Linked DNA regions of Mus musculus: regions 1 and 2 are each linked to region 3. A link is a contact called in public HiChIP or PLAC-seq data. All regions are on one chromosome and are shown on one strand. Each heading gives the region's core, a stretch centred on a gene start, on an enhancer-like site or on the middle of the called end of the contact. The rest is flanking DNA. Distances are from core to core; before and after follow the strand shown.

Region 1 (3,245 bases), core at 582-3,081, 130 kb after region 3:
TGTGTTTTAGGCGCTCTGGCAGAAGTCTTTGAGAGGAGACAGCCTTCTCCACACAGAGACTAACTTCGGAAACAACTTAGAGCTCCAAATGCTTCTTGCTTCTGTGTGCAGAGCTGAGGATGAGACTAATTCTTCAAGTCCTTGAAGAGTTCACAGATGCATACAATTAATTTTGACCGTATTCGCTTCCCAGTCCTTCCCTTAACTCCTCCCACATTCATCTCCCACTCCAAGAGGCTGATTCTTTAAAGGCCTTTTAAGTTACATAGTCAAGCTCAATAAACAGTACCACCTCACTGTAAGTCTCCCCAGCACAGCCCCCCAGGGTGCCTGGACCTAGAGCCAGAGGCTATCATGTACCCAGGTTACATAACGACTGTTGGCTCTGCCCTCTGAAGTGGCTGTGTGCTGCTGCCTCCTCCCCACGTTTATGAAAGAAAGGATTGTGCTGAGTACAGATTAGCGGTTCCTCCCTAGAAATTTGTAAAAGATAATCAGTAATTTATTCAGATCAACATCCCCTACACAGAAAATAACGAATTTCAAAGTTAGTAACAAAACATTCCGAGTTGATTTGGTCACTACATTTGACCATATAGAGAAAAAAAAAAAAAAAAAAAAAAAACATGCCACAAAACTGAATTCTCCTCTTACAGAGCACAACCCGTAACTGGGAGAACCCCCACCCCACCCCTGAATGGAAGTCAGCAACACCCCTCCGACTCCGCCCTTCACGGTGGCTAACTTTGGTCTAAGAAAGCTACAAATACAGGAGTGGAGAATTCAGAGTTGGTTCACTGCACCCTAAGAAATGACACCCTAGAAATTCAAGCTAATTAAGAGCACAACAAGAAAACCAGCACCTGTCACCGACAGCCCACTAGGCGGGACGAGCTGCGGCTGGCGCTCCACACGCACGCCTTCATTTTAATCCAGCTAACCACAACCTTTGCACATGTTCAACTTTACAGACAGGGGAACTGAGAGAAAGAACACTGGTGAATGACCCTGAAATACTGAACGTCTGGCTCTCTTAACAGAATACGCTGCTGGGTGGATTTACATCACATTCTGTGACCCCAATACGTTCTCGTGTGATCAGAACTCTCAAAACCAAAGAAACTAAAAGAACCCATGCTGTGACCGGCGAGTCAGAGATGACTTTATATTTCACAGACTAAATCCAATCCTTGTTGTTGAGATCTAATTATTCAAGTCTGGTGGACCAACGTTGTCATGAAGGGAAGCGGCCGTGGCATTTCAGCCATGATTCTTAAATGTGAGCTCCAGTCTACAGCACATGCTTTCTGAAGAAGGCCACTAACAGCCTCAACACCGTGACTGTCCACACGTCGGCTGCGTCCACCTTGGAGGGTGGGCCTGGCTAGCCCTGGAGGGATCAGCTGTCGTCGCTGTGGCTTATATGAAAACCTGTCCACTCGAGTCATCTTCTGTGGACCCCTCTGCCTTACTCCACGCTCAGTGTTGAGACACTATTTGGTCCTTGGCTCAGTGTCCTAAAATTCAGTCATCTGAATAAACGCCTCGAGTGTGGTCTCTGGACCAGCTTCACTTCTGGGCTTACGTTGCTCTTCTCACTGAGGATTTTGACATACCCTGGAATCAGTAGGCAAAATTAAATATTAACTGGAAGATGTATTGGAGAAATGTGAGCCGTAAAGCAATGCTGTTGAGGCCTTCTGGAAACTGGGCGCCAGGAGCAGAGGAGAGCATGGGAGCAGCCCATCCGACCATCAAGCCACACCCTACACGGAGGGCAGGCAAATGTGAAACTAGAACTGGGGTCTCCCTGCAGAGTGTGCCCTGGAGTGTATGACTCACCCGGTTCTCAGACCATCCTTCTAGACCTCGCTGTGGGAGAACATTCTACAATGTGTAAATGAGGTTGTTGGGAAAACAAGAAACAAAAGCCATCTTTTTAATAGGCCGTGCTTCTGAAGTCACACTGTGATTGTACTAAAAACTAATTCGGGTGTGGCTCTATAAATGGGGGGCAGAGAGGAGACTTGGAGAGGGCCAAGGGAGGACCTGACTCATGTCTCCCACCTTGGCAGGTTTCTTCGGCATGGCTGCCAGTTACACAAGCCCTACCTGGAGTGCAATCTCGTTGATCTTACTCGTGAAGCCTTTACAAACCCATCGAACCAGGAGCTACACAGCATTTGTCAGCTTTGTAGACTTGCCATTTTCTAAAGAAAAACTTCCTTTATCACTCTAAACCATAAGCAATATTAGTGGGGATCAGCAGCACATGGGAATTTGTTTCTTACCTATGGACACCTAATGTTTCAAAATCATTTTTGAAAACTCTAAAATCCTATTCCCAGAAGCTAAGTCTCAAAAATCCTAATTTCATCTTAAGCAAAGTTCATTATAAAACTTCCATTATAATGTTTGACCTTAATATAAGCAAGATACTACTGCTAACGTCAGAATGTTTAAAACACTGTAATATGTCCTTTTGCTTTTTTAAAGGGTTTAAAAGGTTTCTGCTTTCCTACATCTCAGATCCCAAAAATAAACCCATCTGGTAAGGAACCAAAATTTTCATAACCACACATCCCCTTCATTACATCCAGAAAGACTAACAGACAAAAAGCAGTTCTTTAATTCAATAGGTAGGCCAAAGCAACGAAAAGGTTAATATCTGAAAACTCTTACGTAAAAGAAAATCAGCAAACGTCACCCCTCAACAAAAAAAATTTCCATTATGAGTCCAGAAAAATGGCCTCATCAGACACAGCTGTCATCAGTGGCCCGGTTAGGGAATACTAAGACACGACAATGCAGTCAAAGCAGCAGACTCATTCAGAAGAAGAAAGAGGGGGAAAGGAGACAAGGAGAGGACTAAGGTGTGAATGAGCAGAAACCGAGAAGGGTTTTTTCTTTTTAAACAAAAAATAAAGTCATTTTGCAGGCTATCACTAACGAGCAACCGTCCCATCTTGTCACAGAAGAAACATTGCTGACTGGCCCTGATATACAAACAAAATCCCGCTTGAGGGCCGAGTAAACCTGCCTTACTAATACGCAAAGGATCACTGTTAATCTAGAAATCAGTCGGGAGGGTGATCCTTCCGATGCCGTCCTAGGGCCGGGAAAAGCACAGGTTCATGCCAATACGCTCCGTCCTTATGGCTTTATTGGTCACTCTCTGCCACGTGAAAACTGAACACCTAGTGTTCTGGCTTCCCCAGAACGCGGATACTGCCTGCCATACACAC
Region 2 (3,329 bases), core at 354-2,853, 180 kb after region 3:
TGCCTGCAAGTAGTTACAATGCCTGCATTCAGTAGGGGAGATCAACTTTATGGAAGGCACCTGCTAGGCGGAACAGCAGTTTATAAAACCAACTTTTATTTCCATCAAAAGTTGTTCATTGTTCCCCCCCCCCCCCAATCCTACAGACCCTTCTACCCTCCTCGAAGAGCTTCTGTCGTGGAGTCCCGGTAATACTTTCCCTAGTTCAAAGGTTAAAGCACATTTAGTTCTGTCTGAAGCTCTAGCCCCTCAGCCATTCCCCCACCCGTTTATTTATTCTTTTATTAACACAGCAACCTGGGACTTATATCCTCGAAAGTCTACAAGCAAAGCGATTGTAGGTAATGAGGAACAAAGCTGGACTAGTAGTAAAGCATTCAGGCCCCAGATCGCCTTAGATATCGGCCTCTGCAGACGCAAGAAACGAGGCTCGGCCGGGCCGGGAGAACCTGCCGCCCGGAAGCAACAACTCCCATTAGAAGGCAAAGAAAAGTTGCACGGCTGAGCTCCGGACCGCGAGGAGCCAGCGCCGGTGTCTGCGAAGCCGGTGGCCCGGGCTGCACAGGCCCGGCGGCGGGCGGTGACTTTGGCGTCCGCCGGGCCGACCCCGGCTCCGGAAAGGCGCGGGTCCGGGGGTGCGCCGTCGCTTCAGGCGGAGTGGGCTCTGCGCCCAGGTCCGCACCCCTCCCAGCACCGCAAGCAGTGGGCGGAGAGACGCGGCGGAGGATCGCGGACAATGCCCGGCCGGGCCGGCAACCTCGGCGCGCAGCGCGAGCCCGCCGCCTCTCCTCCCGAGGCCGCCTGCCGGCACCTTCAGCCGGGTCGGATGATCAACCCAGCAGTAGCGCCTGCCGCCACCGCCCCGCCGCCCGCTTCCTCGCCGGGCGGTTCCCGGGTCGCGGTGAACCCGCGGCGTGCGAACCAAGCCGGCGCGCCGAGCGGCGCAGGGAGCGCGCTCAGGGCAGCCGGGCGCGCGGGAAGAGCGGAGCGAGCGTGGAGACGACGGCGCGCGACCAGGGCAGCCGGGAGCGCGGGGAGAGCCGGGCACGGGCCGGGAAGGAGGCGCGCAGCAGAGCGGGGCGCGCGGTGCTCCCCCACGGGTCTGCCGCAGCTCCGACGGGCTTTCGGTTGACCCCGGCTCAGTACCGCGCCCGCGTCCGTTAGGAGCCTCCCCAGTCGGCGCCGCAGCCGCCCATCCCGGTCCGCCTCCCTCGCGGCTCGCAGCAAGAAGGGCAGCCGGGCCAGGGCCGGGGACCCGGGATCCCACGGCCGACGGTCGGCGGGCATCCCGGATCCTACGGCCGACGGTCGGCGGGCATCCCGGATCCTGCCCCCGCGCTGGAAGAGAAAGTGAAATGAAGCGCCTTTCCCCAAACAGCACCTACCAGGTCCCCAGTCCCGTGCAGCTGCCTCGTTCCTCCAGCGCCGCCGGTCCCCGCCCTCGGGCCCCAGGCTCCGTTCTCTTTGACAATGGCGCGTCCCCTTTAAGGAATAATCCGATCGGGACCGATTCGTGGTTAAACCTCCCTCCGACTCTGATTTTAACCGGATTTCTGTCTCTCCCAGAGCCCGACGGGCGCCCGGCAGTGCTGCGAGCTCTGCCCACCCCTTCTCTGCCCCGCCCACCCACTCGCCTTCCTGATTGGCGAAGGATACTACACCAGGAACAGCGGTCCTCGCCCTCCACTGGCCGGCCTCCCCGCCGCTCAGAGTTTCCCCACCTTCGCCCCGCCCCCTCCCCCGGGTTGGACCTACCTCTAATCACTCTCGGTCCTCGCCTCCAACGTTGCTTTGGAGAACTGGCAGTCACGGCTCACCCTCCCGCCTCCGGAAAGCTAACTTTATTTTTATTGGTAGAAAGACATCTTCCTGTGCACCTGATTGGGTAAGAAAAGGCAAGTCTGCACGCCCCTTACCTTTTATCACTCTCCCTGGACGGCTGAAAGACAGTCGTAAAGTCTTCCCTATTTTGGCACCCTCAAAGCCTCTGTACCTTTAAATGTTGGTAGAGGTCGAGCACAAACAACCTATACTGAGGAAGGCGGGAAAGAGAGGTGGAAAGGATGCAAAAATCTTCAGATAAAAAGCACACCACAGCAGCTGCGGGATCCTGAGAGCCCAATCCTATTTCGTGAATGGAGTGAGAACACCTGAAATCCTAATACTGGCTCCTGAGAATTAATCAAGTTCACACTCCCTGTCTACTCTGCTCACATCCTTGACTTCCTGGCTTTACGCACCCGGAAGAATTAACGAAGGTGTCTTCAAACCCAGGGGTTTCCTTGTTTATCTTGCAATAGGACGTTCAGAAAAGCGTTAAGTTCTTCCCATTAGAAGTTCCGTTTAGGTCACGTCCTGTGTGTCATACTGGCATTTGCGCGGGACTATGCTATTTTTTATTATTTTTAAAAATTGTTTGGAAAGATTAAACATATATTCCTCTTTGCTGATATTCTCAAAGTTCCTCTTGTTACAAATGTGGACACCAGAGGGCTAGTCTTTGAAGGACAGTGGCACCTTTCCGGGGAAAGCACATCTACCCAAAGGAAGAGGGAGAAGTCTCGCCAGGAGAAACCTGAGTGGCAGAACCCTGCTCATTAAAGGAGAGGAATCCTGCGACAACCTCGGGATCTGCATTAACTTAGCACCAGGTTCCTACCCCAGATATAGGAAACGAAGGTTATTTCCAAAAAACCTGAGTGTGGTTATGGCTTTCGGACCCGCCAAGAAATAGTAAGGAACAGGTTAAGTGTTCTCTCTATTTTCTATGGTCTTTGATACTTTTGACGATCCTTTGACGACGTCAGAGGATCCCTACAGGTGCAGCAGTCACCTCCAGTAGTGCCAAGAAAGTGGCTGTGCCCAATGCCGCCCTAGACCAGACCAGCTTAGAGAGAGGGAAATAAGCATAGACAGTTGAGAGATAAGGCTTTTTTCCTGAACTCAGAGAGCCATTATTATCGAGGAGCAGTAAGAGAGGCGGGACTTGATTGGTGTTTGCAGGTCCTTCCTTTTAAATTGTTTGTACATTTTTGCAGCAGTGGGAATGAATTTAGGGACTCATGCATTCAAGGTAAGTCCTCTACCAGTGAGCTAAAGTCTCAGCCCCTCACGATTGTCACACGCTGAGACAAGAGATGGGAACCTAGCTGTTTTATAAGGCCTTCACAAATACAAGCACCCAATTACGGCCTTTAACTAAGCCCCCTTTCCAACCTACTCCTCCAGATACAGTCATCCCTCTTTCCCATATCTGCAAGGGAATTTCTTCAAAGACCCCCCACCCCAGGGATACCCTAATCTTCCGTTATTCAGGTCTCCTATAAAAT
Region 3 (3,085 bases), core at 14-2,513:
GGGAGCTGTCCACACAGAGAGCAACTGCTTCAACTCAGATCACCTGAGGGCATGTTGCTAGCTTGCCTCCATGACTCCGTACTACACACTCACAAAATCATAGCATCTTCCCATACTTCATCAAAACATCAGACTGTGTCTATTCATACCCAATGGTATCTGCATTCACTTTACTGTCCACAACGCACAATACAGATCCAAATAACTACGGCATGGGGTCACACGGGTAATTCCAGCAAGTTAGCATTTTTCTAAATTAAACAAGATGACTCTATTCATTAAAAACACATCTGTACTGGCTAGTTTTGTGTCAACTTGACACAGCTGGAGTTATCACAGAGAAAGGAGCTTCAGTTGAGGAGATGCCTCCATGAGATCCAACTGTAAGGCATTTCCTCAATTAGTGATCAAGGGGGAAAGGCCCCTTGTGGGTGGGACCATCTCTGGGCTGATAGTCTTGGGTTCTATAAGAGAGCAGGCTGAGCAAGCCAGAGGAGGCAAGCCAGTAAAGAACATCCCTCCATGGCCTCTGCATCAGCTCCTGCTTCCTGACCCGCTTGAGTTCCAGTCCTGGCTTCCTTGGTGATGAACAGCAGTATGGAAGTGTAAGCCGAATAAGCCCTTTCCTCCCCAACTTGTTTCTTGGTCATGATGTTTGTGCAGGAATAGAAACCCTGACTAAGACACACATCCAACAAAACAAAGAACAGAATTAAAAAAAAAAAAATCACTCTTTAGGAAATTATACTCCATTCCTGAAAAAGTACAAAACCACCATTCTTCTCTGTAATAGTACACTCACAGAAGATTTACCAAATTTCAGATCAATCGCCACACGTGCCCACTGTTCGATTTTTCTTCATTGGTAATAGGATTTAATGACAAGAACCCCCGTGGATAAGAGCATGAGGGCAGAGCCTCGCTTTCCCCAAAGCAGTGGGCGGGGCTCACCTGAGGTGACGGAAGGGATTTTACAGCTGGAAGTGATGCGGTAGTAGGGCGGGTTATCCATGTGCGTGACGCCGGAACTGACGGGGTCCGTGAGCTGCAGCTCGCTCACCAGCTCTTCCAGCAGCTGCATGGTTTTGTCTCGACCCAGGTAGACGATGACTTTCTTCACCTGCACAGGAGAAAAGGAGGAAGCCTGTGATCTCATGGCTTCTTCTGGAGGGGCGGACGTTTTAAATGTTTGGTTGTTTTGGGTCTGTGCATGCTTCGGTTGACTTAGGTGCATCACGTTCATACACTGCACCACCGGGAGGAGGCCGGAGAGCAAGCGCATGGTGGTCCCTTGGAATTGGAGTTACAGTTGGTTGTGTACTACACGTAGGGGCTGGGAATTGAACCTGGTCCTTGGCTTAGTGAACCACTGCTCTTAGTTGCTGAACCATCTCTCCAGTTCCCATCGAGACAGATTTGTTTTTTGTTTTTGTTTTTTAAATCAAAGTTAAGGTCTTTGTAGAAGAGTAGGGCAGGGAAGGGGGAGGGGAGCTTTCCTGTTAAAATTTCTTGGTTAATGGAGAAAGCTTTGGGCTGCCATGAGGGTAGGGGTGTCCTCTGATCAATATCCTCTCTCATCTTTTGCTCTCACCCCCGCCCCCTACCACTGAGTCTAACAGTGGCTGTGCAGTAGCCAGAGTGGCTCCACCTCCTGGGCCAGAGCATGCTATCTGTCTGTCCATCCATTACTTATGTCGCCTACGCCACACCACAGTCTGTTTGTGGGAGGGTCAGTCAGAAATTCCATGACAGCCTCCTGAAGGTCTGGCTTTCTGTGGGGTATGCTTTGGGGAGCTGCACACGCTGTGTGCACATCTGGATACTCACTTCAGCCCTCATGGCTGCTACTGTTCTGTTAACGTGGATGGATAATTTTTTTTGTATCAATTTTTTTTTCTTTTGGAGACAGGGTTTCTCTGTATAGCCCTGGCTGTCCTGGAACAAACTTTGTAGACCAGGCTGGCCTTGAACTCAGAAATCCACCTGCCTCTGCCTCTCGAATGCTGGGACTAAAGGCGTGCGCCACCATGCCCGGCAATTTTATTTTTCACTTCACATGTATGGGTTATGTTGCCTGCAAGCATGCCTGTGTACTGTGTGTGTGGCTGGTGCTGAAGAGGCAAGAAGAGTACACGGCATTCCCTGGAAATGGAGTTATAGACAGTCATGAGCCACCATGTGCATGCTGGAAACTGAACCCAGGTCCTTTCGAAGAGCAAACGGTGCTCTGAACCCATGAGTCATATTCTACAGTCTTAACTGGAGTTAATGGCTTTACTTTAATTAACCAAATGGATTTAATGTCTCATCCTTTTCCATCCCCCAGACTTCCCCTCCCTTTCTGAAGACACAGGCCCTGAGCTCTTATCAAGCTGCTGGCTACAGCCTGGGCAAACCTCAGTTGGTAGATTCTACATGACCATCACTCCTCTCTCAAACCCCAGCCTTTATCTGGGGGTTTCTCAGATAATTCTTCTCAGCATAGCTTTCCTTTGCAGCCCTTATCACAGCTGCACGCATTAAGTTGCTGATCACTCTAGGTGACATTTCAGAGAATGAATCCTGTGTTATCCATGAAGTGAAATGCCCGTGTTTATAGAGTGCCTGGCTTGGGACAGCACGCAGTGGCAGTGACAGAATGGGTCAATGGCTAAGTCCACACTAAGATCCTGGCTGTCCTCCCCCCATTCTCATTTGCCTCTGTGGGGCAATCAATCCATACCCTGACAGGTAATTCAGTAAATGTGTAACTTTTAAGGGGAAAAAATGGACTTGAATACATACGTAAGGCAAGAGGCTTGGTTCGCTATTCACTCCGCAGATGCTGATCAGAAAGTGCAAAATAATTTTCAGGTTCTTTGGCCAGCCGTCTGCAAGGGTGGTCCACACATTCTCCACCTCCGACCAGGCCAGCTCATCGCCGTACTGAAAACAGCATATAAGAGAGACACTTCAGGGACGCCTGCTCTTCTCTGGCTTGAATTAATGGAAGAATGGAGTTTATACTGTAGGTTTTGTCTGTCTGTCCCAGGACAGTCTCAGCATCAGTTTCTAACCGTGGTTCCTCCTCCCAACCTCCAAACTG

The links. HiChIP or PLAC-seq counts read pairs in DNA pulled down with a chosen protein or histone mark.
Region 1: a contact with region 3 is called in an H3K27ac HiChIP or PLAC-seq map of embryonic stem cells, with 6 read pairs. The contact joins two enhancer-like sites. A contact is called at or near these places in 3 of 115 datasets of contacts at active chromatin or transcription factors (all in embryonic stem cells) and 4 of 9 other capture datasets (adipose tissue, embryonic stem cells, liver and 1 more).
Region 2: an H3K4me3 HiChIP or PLAC-seq map of embryonic stem cells shows a contact between it and region 3, with 3 times the contacts expected there. The contact joins the promoter of Fryl here to the enhancer-like site in region 3. A contact is called at or near these places in 8 of 115 datasets of contacts at active chromatin or transcription factors (the SCID.adh cell line, embryonic stem cells, forebrain and 2 more) and 4 of 9 other capture datasets (adipose tissue, embryonic stem cells, liver and 1 more).

Annotation. Positions count from the first base shown.
Region 1 is chr5:73,209,035-73,212,279 of GRCm38.p6, forward strand. All of the region lies in intron 2 of Fryl (FRY like transcription coactivator), which reads right to left. Among named protein-coding and RNA genes, the nearest start is that of Fryl, 46 kb to the right of the region's middle. Within about 2 kb of position 1,832, at least 72 of the 459 cell types and tissues checked have an H3K27ac peak or open chromatin away from gene starts, as enhancers often do. A contact at or near this core is called in embryonic stem cells, where this site is marked.
Region 2 is chr5:73,255,015-73,258,343 of GRCm38.p6, forward strand. Fryl (FRY like transcription coactivator) reads right to left here and starts at 1,604. Exons shown (of 63, transcript NM_028194.2): 1 at 1,386-1,604.
Region 3 is chr5:73,080,013-73,083,097 of GRCm38.p6, forward strand. Fryl (FRY like transcription coactivator) reads right to left here. Exons shown (of 63, transcript NM_028194.2): 35 at 2,785-2,925; 36 at 952-1,120. Among named protein-coding and RNA genes, the nearest start is that of Slc10a4, 75 kb to the left of the region's middle. Within about 2 kb of position 1,264, at least 9 of the 459 cell types and tissues checked have an H3K27ac peak or open chromatin away from gene starts, as enhancers often do. A contact at or near this core is called in embryonic stem cells, where this site is marked.